Linked DNA regions of Xenopus laevis: region 1 is linked to region 2. A link is a contact called in public Hi-C data. All regions are on one chromosome and are shown on one strand. The core of a region is the stretch at or near the end of the contact, and the rest is flanking DNA. Distances in the headings are between cores, read along the strand shown. Region 1 holds the start of dnajc22.S (dnaJ homolog subfamily C member 22). Region 2 has its middle 13 kb from the start of tuba1c.S.

The links. A called contact is a pair of places that touch in the nucleus more often than the background predicts.
Region 1: a Hi-C map of the XL177 cell line shows a contact between it and region 2, with 4 times the contacts expected there. The contact joins the promoter of dnajc22.S here to the enhancer-like site in region 2. A contact is called at or near these places in 2 of 4 Hi-C or Micro-C datasets (the XL177 cell line and the XTC cell line).

The regions. Positions count from the first base shown.
Region 1 is chr2S:128,472,252-128,475,952 of Xenopus_laevis_v10.1, reverse strand. It overlaps dnajc22.S (dnaJ homolog subfamily C member 22), which reads right to left and starts at 1,949. Exons shown (of 2, transcript XM_018250003.2): 1 at 995-1,949. The coding sequence starts at 1,837.
Region 2 is chr2S:128,219,966-128,223,892 of Xenopus_laevis_v10.1, reverse strand. No RefSeq gene overlaps it. Among protein-coding and RNA genes, the nearest start is that of tuba1c.S, 13 kb to the right of the region's middle. Within about 2 kb of position 1,367, at least 1 of the 7 cell types and tissues checked has an H3K27ac peak or open chromatin away from gene starts, as enhancers often do.

The DNA.
Region 1 (3,701 bases), core at 700-3,199, 250 kb before region 2:
CTGCACATTGAGACATTTTGTGCATACAGCTACTAAAAAATGCCTTACCCTTTCAAAAAAACAGGGATGGTTTGTCCATATATTGCAATATATTTAAGGTGGCCAACTACGTCAAAGTCATCCCATGTGTGGCCAGTCCGACGCTCAATTTTCATATGATTCATTAAGCATTCTATTGCTTCATTATACATTTTATACAAGTACAAAGTTTTACCTGCAACTTACTTGCTGCTTTCAAAATTAAAACTCCCAAACATGATTGCCCTTTTATTGGCCACCACTGGGATCACCTGACTATAGCTGGGAAGGGTGGGAGCTACAACATGGAGCTGGCCACTGCTCCTGTATAAACTATAACAAAGTTATTAGTGCTCACTACTAATTTAAAAAAAAACATTATGGTACAATGAGGCTGTCACCACAAAAATACATATAGACAAATACAAGAGATCCTCTGCATGCAACCAATTATCAATGTATTTAAGACATGGACAAACAATCCCTGTTTTGTTTAAAGGGTAAGGCATTTTTTAGTAGCTGTATGTCCAAAATGTCTCAATGTCTTAAATATATTGATAATGGGTTACTAGATATTTTTTTTTTACTCTACATCTCTCAGGGCTTGGAACTTTAACTGCTATTTCGCTTCCAGAACTTAAAAACTCTAGTAACCAATTTGTAGTAACTAAGAATGGAAGATCAAAAGGGTAGTGCCAGAATGTAAAAGAAATATACAGTATAATATTGAACACAATCTGTTTTTAGTTACTGGATCGGTGTCTCCGGCAATTGGATACCATTTTCAGGCTGGGAATAGATTGAATAGGTTGAATACAAAATAAATACAAAATAAATATTGAAGCCAAATAAAACATTACTTAGAATAGCTCCATCTATATCTCTTATGTATATAATCCTTTGTGACCAAGAGAATAAAGGTACAGGACTGTGAGTTTGCATGGAAGGACACTGGAATGGCATATTTTTTTTTTACCTTGCAGGCCAACTCTTCCTTCTCATTTTGAAATGTGGCCACAAACTCATAGATTTTCTCCCATTCCTTGAAGTATTGATCGCGAAATACCCCTCCACCAGAAAACATTGCCCAAAACCTATAAGGCAGAAGCAGCAGCCGCTCCACTAGTCCACTGATACCAGGAAAGATGCTAAGCCACGCAAGCATAGATCCAATGCTTCCAGCAACATAGCTCACAGTGCGGCTTGTGTTCAGCAAAGCACTGTAGGCTAATGGTCCAGTAAAGGCCAAATAGACAAGACCAATACGATAGAGACGGAGACTAAGTTTTTCTTGCTTCTCTTGTTGCAGCCTATATTTTCTGTGTTGCTGGGAGGTGATGGTTGCAGTGAGGCTGATTGGGATCATGGAGACAGCACGGCCATAGAAGATTGGGGAGGTAAGGAATGCTGCTATAAGGGTGCTTTTCAGATCTGACGTTTGTTCACCAACAGTGGCCACAAGATGCACTCCCAGTGCAACTGCCAGTGGCAGCACTACCATGTAGAAACTGCTAAGGAAAGAGAGTCCAATAGTTGCCACTATTCCAAAATAAATACCTGTTGCCACCTGTCCCATAAAACGGATGGGGCTAGCAGATGGTTCACCTTCCTTCACCTCAATATTTCTTTTCTCTTGACGATTATATTTGTATACGTGTCCAGGAATCTTCCAGAAATCCCACATCCAACCTGTACCAAATCCTCCAAGAGTGAGCATCCAAAGCAAGGCATGGCTGTCTCGTCCAAGATAGATATGATAGAGTCCTAATGGGCCCCCTAGCACCCATAGTCCATATGCAGCTAGAAGACTTTTCCCCATGCTGAAATATCAAAGCAAGTACAATCCCAGAGGGTAAGATACAATTATGTACATTTTTCTTGTTTGGTATATTCTCAGAGATGGACCTGAGTGCAGTTCAGTACACAATGACTTACTCTTCACACTGAATCAGGAATGTAGACTTTGCACTTATCAGCAGTGACTTCCTTCTGGTGTACTGGGGAATTGTCCCAAAGGTCACAAATGTTGCTACAATCCAGTTACCTCTGCTATTTACATTAGTAGTTAGAATGCGGTGAAAATATGCAGTGACATCATAAGCGTACATTTGTAGCATTGTAAATCCCTACAAACATTCATTCACATCCACCTTTGCTAATTTCAAAATTTTACATGAACAATCGTTTGCTGAATTTAACCTTAGCTCTTCCTAACTAAAGCCCAAACAATGGAAAATGTAATCAGGTTTGTGCAACATAGTGAAAAAGGGAACGGCTGCTGACTTTTGGCCTAGGGGAAAATATAGATAAGTGTCCCGTAAACTAGTGGCACTGATCCACATGGCAGCAAGTGCTTACTATATTATCAAGATTCTTTTATTATAACAAAGGTTGCCGAAAGCCAGTATGAGCACTACCACTGTAGGTAGAATATCAATAGTGTATAAAAGACAATTAAATATGGAGAGGAGGATATACTCACAGTTCACCCCAGTCCATGGGTGCATATACATAAGAAAACCAATGATTGTGAGTCCCTCCAAAAAAGTAAATCAAAAAGTAATAAAAAGTACAAAAATGTTTATTGGGACATAATCGACAAAGGCTTGTCACGTTTCGTGCATATTTGGGGCACTTACTCATAGGCTGGGTAAGTGTCCCATGAGTAAATGCCCTAATAGGCATGAAAGGCGTCAGGCCTTTGTCCATTATGTCCTAATAAACATTTTTTTTTACATTTTTGGTGGGATTCACCTTTTCTTCCTAGGTGGGTTGCTTTTTTGACAAACGGTACAGGCTTTTAAAGTTGCACCATTTTACAGTGCATATAAACTAAAACTATAGAAAATGTATTAGAAGGAATGCCTCTCATCAGCTTCATAAATGGTATCAGTAACCAAAATGGGATTTGCAGTTTTGCCCATTAAGAACTATAACTTTTGTATGCATTCCAAGAGAAATGCAAGCAAATCCAAAGCATACAGGTTATTGTAAGTATTTAATAGTCAACCTGTGGCAATAATCCAATTTCAGTTTTCTGTTTATGCTCTTCTTGTGTTATGGAAATATTGCTTTGATTGCATTGGCCTTTATAAAATAGCAAAATTACAAATTGCAAACTGAAAAGGTTATTAAGCGTACCAGAGAATGTCAGGAAATGACCGAAGTATAAACTAAAGGCTAAATGGGGAGAAAAAGAACTGAAATATAATTAAATATGGTGAAATATTTTAAAGTACTATGATCAATAATGAGTTATTGGTAGCCAAGGACATACAAAGTGATGAATTATTTTTGTGTAAAGAGCGGCCTCTTGAATTTTAAAGGCACGTTGTCAAGACTATATAATAGATTATCTTTCCTGTTCACACCCTTGTTCTAGTCCAGTGAAACCAGAATAGTATGTGTAAATATTTTGCATATTTCTTTTGCCATGTTCCAAGTTTTTCTATGACAAATACTTCTCAGACTGTAAGGCCTTATGAGGCTCACTAGAAATTCTACAACCAGATGCAATATATGTTGTATGGTGTAATAACCATGTGAGGCCTTGGTGAACTGACAGTGAGAAACTTTCACAATACCAATGCCATCAATATAAACTTTGTATCATGGATTGGCCTGTGGGGCCTGGGTGGCCTCCCACGGTGGCACTTGCAAGGCGTTAGCTGATATTTGCCCTC
Region 2 (3,927 bases), core at 118-2,617:
TCAGACAATTAAGCTGGCCATAGAGTCAAAGATCCGCTCATTTGGAGACATCGCCAAACGAGCGGATCTTTCCCCGATATGCCACTAACTGCATGGCTATATCGGGGGTAATTCGAGCGTTCGGCTGTATGGCCGAACGATCGAATTACGATGCGCCAAGGGGCTCCGACGGGTCGGTCGGGTAAAAATCCAACCTTCCCGATCGATATCGTGGCCAGATATCGATCGGGAAGACCCGTCGGAAGCCCCCATACACGGGCAGACTGTTAAACCGGTCCAAACGACCGATATCGGCAGCTTTATCTGCCCGTGTATGGCCACCATTACTCTCTTCTTTCCTCCAGCAGACAGCGCTGTGGAAATTCAGCTACTGGAGACCACTTGAGGTTTCCTTCACAAACCTGCAAATACGATACGATCCTGATAGCGCCAACTCTGCTCATATCTTGCACAAATCCAGGTACTCTGCATTCTCTGAACAGAAAGTGATTAGCTCACATAAATGACTTTGGCACAAGGTTAACAAATATGCTGTCACCCTCCTGCTTATTAGCTTAACTGTAGAAGTGATAGCTCAAGTAAGGGAACTAAGCAGCCAACTCAGGAACCACCGAGCTGCTCACATGCAGAGCCCAAGGGAGGGTCACCTAGTGCCAAATCCATTTTTTTGCTTAGCAGTCCTGATGAATGTTTCCAATGCAATGATTTATCTGCACTACTAATGGTGAATCAAGGGTATGCAATGGCACAAAGACTGCACAATAAATATTTTATCTGTCATCCTCTCATGACTTCACTAATAGGAGAGATGCAGAAAGCAAGGTTTATTCAAGGTCAGCCAGCATATCTGGAAACATGGCCTTCTGTTTCATATTTATCCTTTCTGTAAGTACAAAAAAATCAATGTTTTCGATTTAAGCAGCTTCAGACAAAAGAGTATTTTGTTGTAGGCTTGAGTGCTAGGTAGGATTTACAGTAGAACTGGGCAATGTTACCTTATTGTGTTCTCCTTATTGAAACTTCTGAGGTTACTTTTCTAATTTGGTGAGGATCTGTTAACAGTGGAATGAGCATGCACTCCCTTAGACACACCAAGTTGGATAAAATCTCGTTCTTTATTCCATAAGTTAAAAGCAACTGTCCTAACGCATTTCGCATCTAGAGATACATAATCATAGGCACCGGGGCCACGCACCCAGGTCAAGTCCCATATGGGGCGAGCTTCCGTTTTTATTAGAAGTTGGATTTTCACTTTCTGGATAGTCACAGTTTTTCCTTGTTTGAGGATCTGTTAATGCTTTGCTCCCAAGGCATATAGTGGATGGTCTGAGCAGGCTGTGTACCCTAGGCAGGTGCTAAGTGCTGTGTTTTCCTGCAGCCCCATGCATTCCCTATTCTTCACCTGAAAGTGGTGCAGGTTACTGTATGTTCCAGAGGACATCCGCACTCTCTGAACACATTGCTGCCGAAGAGCTGCATCTAAAGGCAGTGCAACATTGCACATTGACCCGTATTAAAGGGGTTGTTGTTGTTCACCTTTCAAACACTTTTTTCAGTTCAGTTGTTTTCAGATTGTTCGCAATAAACAGACTTTTTTTCAAATGCTTTCCATCTTTTATTTTTTCCAACTCTCCCAAAATTTAAGCATAAAGTTTGATCTCTGGTGTTTCAGTCTGGCAGCTCAGATCCAGGCACAATGATACATTTAGTTGATACATTTCTCAGCAGCATCTGTGGAATATTAGCAACTATTATATCAATTCTAACAGCTGCCTTTAATGATACTCAGGAATTCTGCTCAGTAGGGACAAGATAACAAATGTATCAACTAAATGTATCAATTTAGAACAGTTAAATATTCGATGACCCCCACAAGCTGCTTTAGAAGGTGAAAAATTAAACTTTATACTTCAATATTAGAAAAATGGTCACAAATAGAAAGTAATTGGAAAAAGTTTTTATGGTGAACAATCTGAACCAATGTCAATTTGGCAGCTTTTCTGTGGTGATTAACAGGAGGAAACAATGTGGAAAGTAGCTTACTATGCAGCATCTGGCCCACTGGGATTGTTTGGAAAAAAATTGCACTTGCTACAAGCAGCTCTCTGCTTTGAGGGCTATGGTCATAGTCCCAGTAGCATTTGCAGTGAGGCTAATCAGCCATGGTGCTACAGGGCTGTTATTCAGCTATTATGATGCAAAATGCACAGGTTTGTCTATGCTGACATACAGATATATATATGCAGACATAAGAATATTTAATATATATATATATACAGACATAAGAATATTGAATGATGATATACCTAAAGTATGTATTGTATGCTGGTCCTTAAAGGAGAACTAAAGCTTAACTAAAGAAGTAGCTAGAAATGTTGTACATTATGTTTTGGGCTTCTATTCCAGCCCAAGGCAACCACAGCTCTTTAGTAGTAAAGATATGAGCCTCCAAAGATGCCCCAGTAACTCCCCATCTTCTTTTCTGCTGATTCACTGCACATGTTCTGTGTTGCTGTCAGTTAATGAATGTGGGGACCAACTCAAAATATACTGTACACAGAATATAAACGTCACAATAGAAGGCTGATCCCACTGAGCCTGTGAGTGTCGTAGACACTTTCCAAGATGGTGATGCCCTGTGGCAAGTTTGAAGTCTTGGATCATTGCTGCTATCAAGAAGCTGAAAGTTTAGGGTGGTGCAATAAGTTGTTTATTAAATTTGGTATTTTTAATCATTAAGGGTTTACTTCTTTAAGCTCAGTTCACTGACAGCAGCCCTGCTTTGAGTCAACAAAGTAGAAGATCCATAGAGCTCCTGAAGGCATTTTTGGTGGTGCAGATATTTACTGCTAAAGGGCTTTTATGGATACAGTCAGGGCAGCCATCAAGAATGAATATGAGGTCATGCTGACAGGGCCAGGAAAGATGTAAGAGTATGATCTGCAAAACAAAGGGCAAGACATATGGGGTATTGGCAGAGTTGTGTTGTTCCACTTGCGGCCTAATCTAAACCCCACATACATAAAACAGCTTTATGTACAGAGATGCTGCAAATATTTTATTTTAGATTAATGTTGTGAAAGGGACACATGAATAAAATGATCTGACATGCCTGGACAATTTATCAAGAAGCTCATTTAATCCCAACTCTCTCAGGGGTTGGTTGCAGTCATTAAAAATGGCATGCATCGAACTGATGTTGCCAATGACGAAGTTGATTTCAAACCTCCTGGTTTTCAAACAAATATGAAACTAACATGAGTTATAACAGGCAGGGACAGTGTTATATCCTTCATTAGATTCATTTTCTGAGGATATGTGAAATACCCTGCATCGCTACAGGTAGTTATGATCGATGTCTGTGGTCACCACTAGTATGAACTATTATGCATTAGTAGCAATTCAATGCTGCCAAACTTAGCATTATTTTGAATCTTACTAGATCTAAATCTTGTTCAGTTAGTTGAGCCTTCTATTTTGTTTCCAAGCATTTACCAACAGTATGTGATTGCTGGGTCCATGCTAAAAGTTTCAGCATCTTGAGTGTACATACAGTTTAGTCATTACATGGCCTAAACCAGAAGTCCCCAACCAGTGGGTTGAGAGCAACATGTAGCTCTTCAACCCCTTAAGAGGGCTCTCAGTGGCCTCAAAGTAGGTGCTTAATTTTTTAATTCTAGACCTGGTAAAGTTTTGGTTGCACAAAAATTAGTACTGTCAAGTAGAGCCTCCTGTAGGCTGCCATTCCACATTGGGTCTACCAAATAGCCAATCAGCCCTTATTTGGCATCCCCTGGGACATTCTTAATGCTTTTATTAGTCCAACTTTTTACATTTGAATGTGGCTCATGGTTAAAAAAAGGTTGGGGAACCCTAATCTAAAGGGTGAGGAGCAAGGCGTAGGATGTCACTGCACCAGAATGAGTA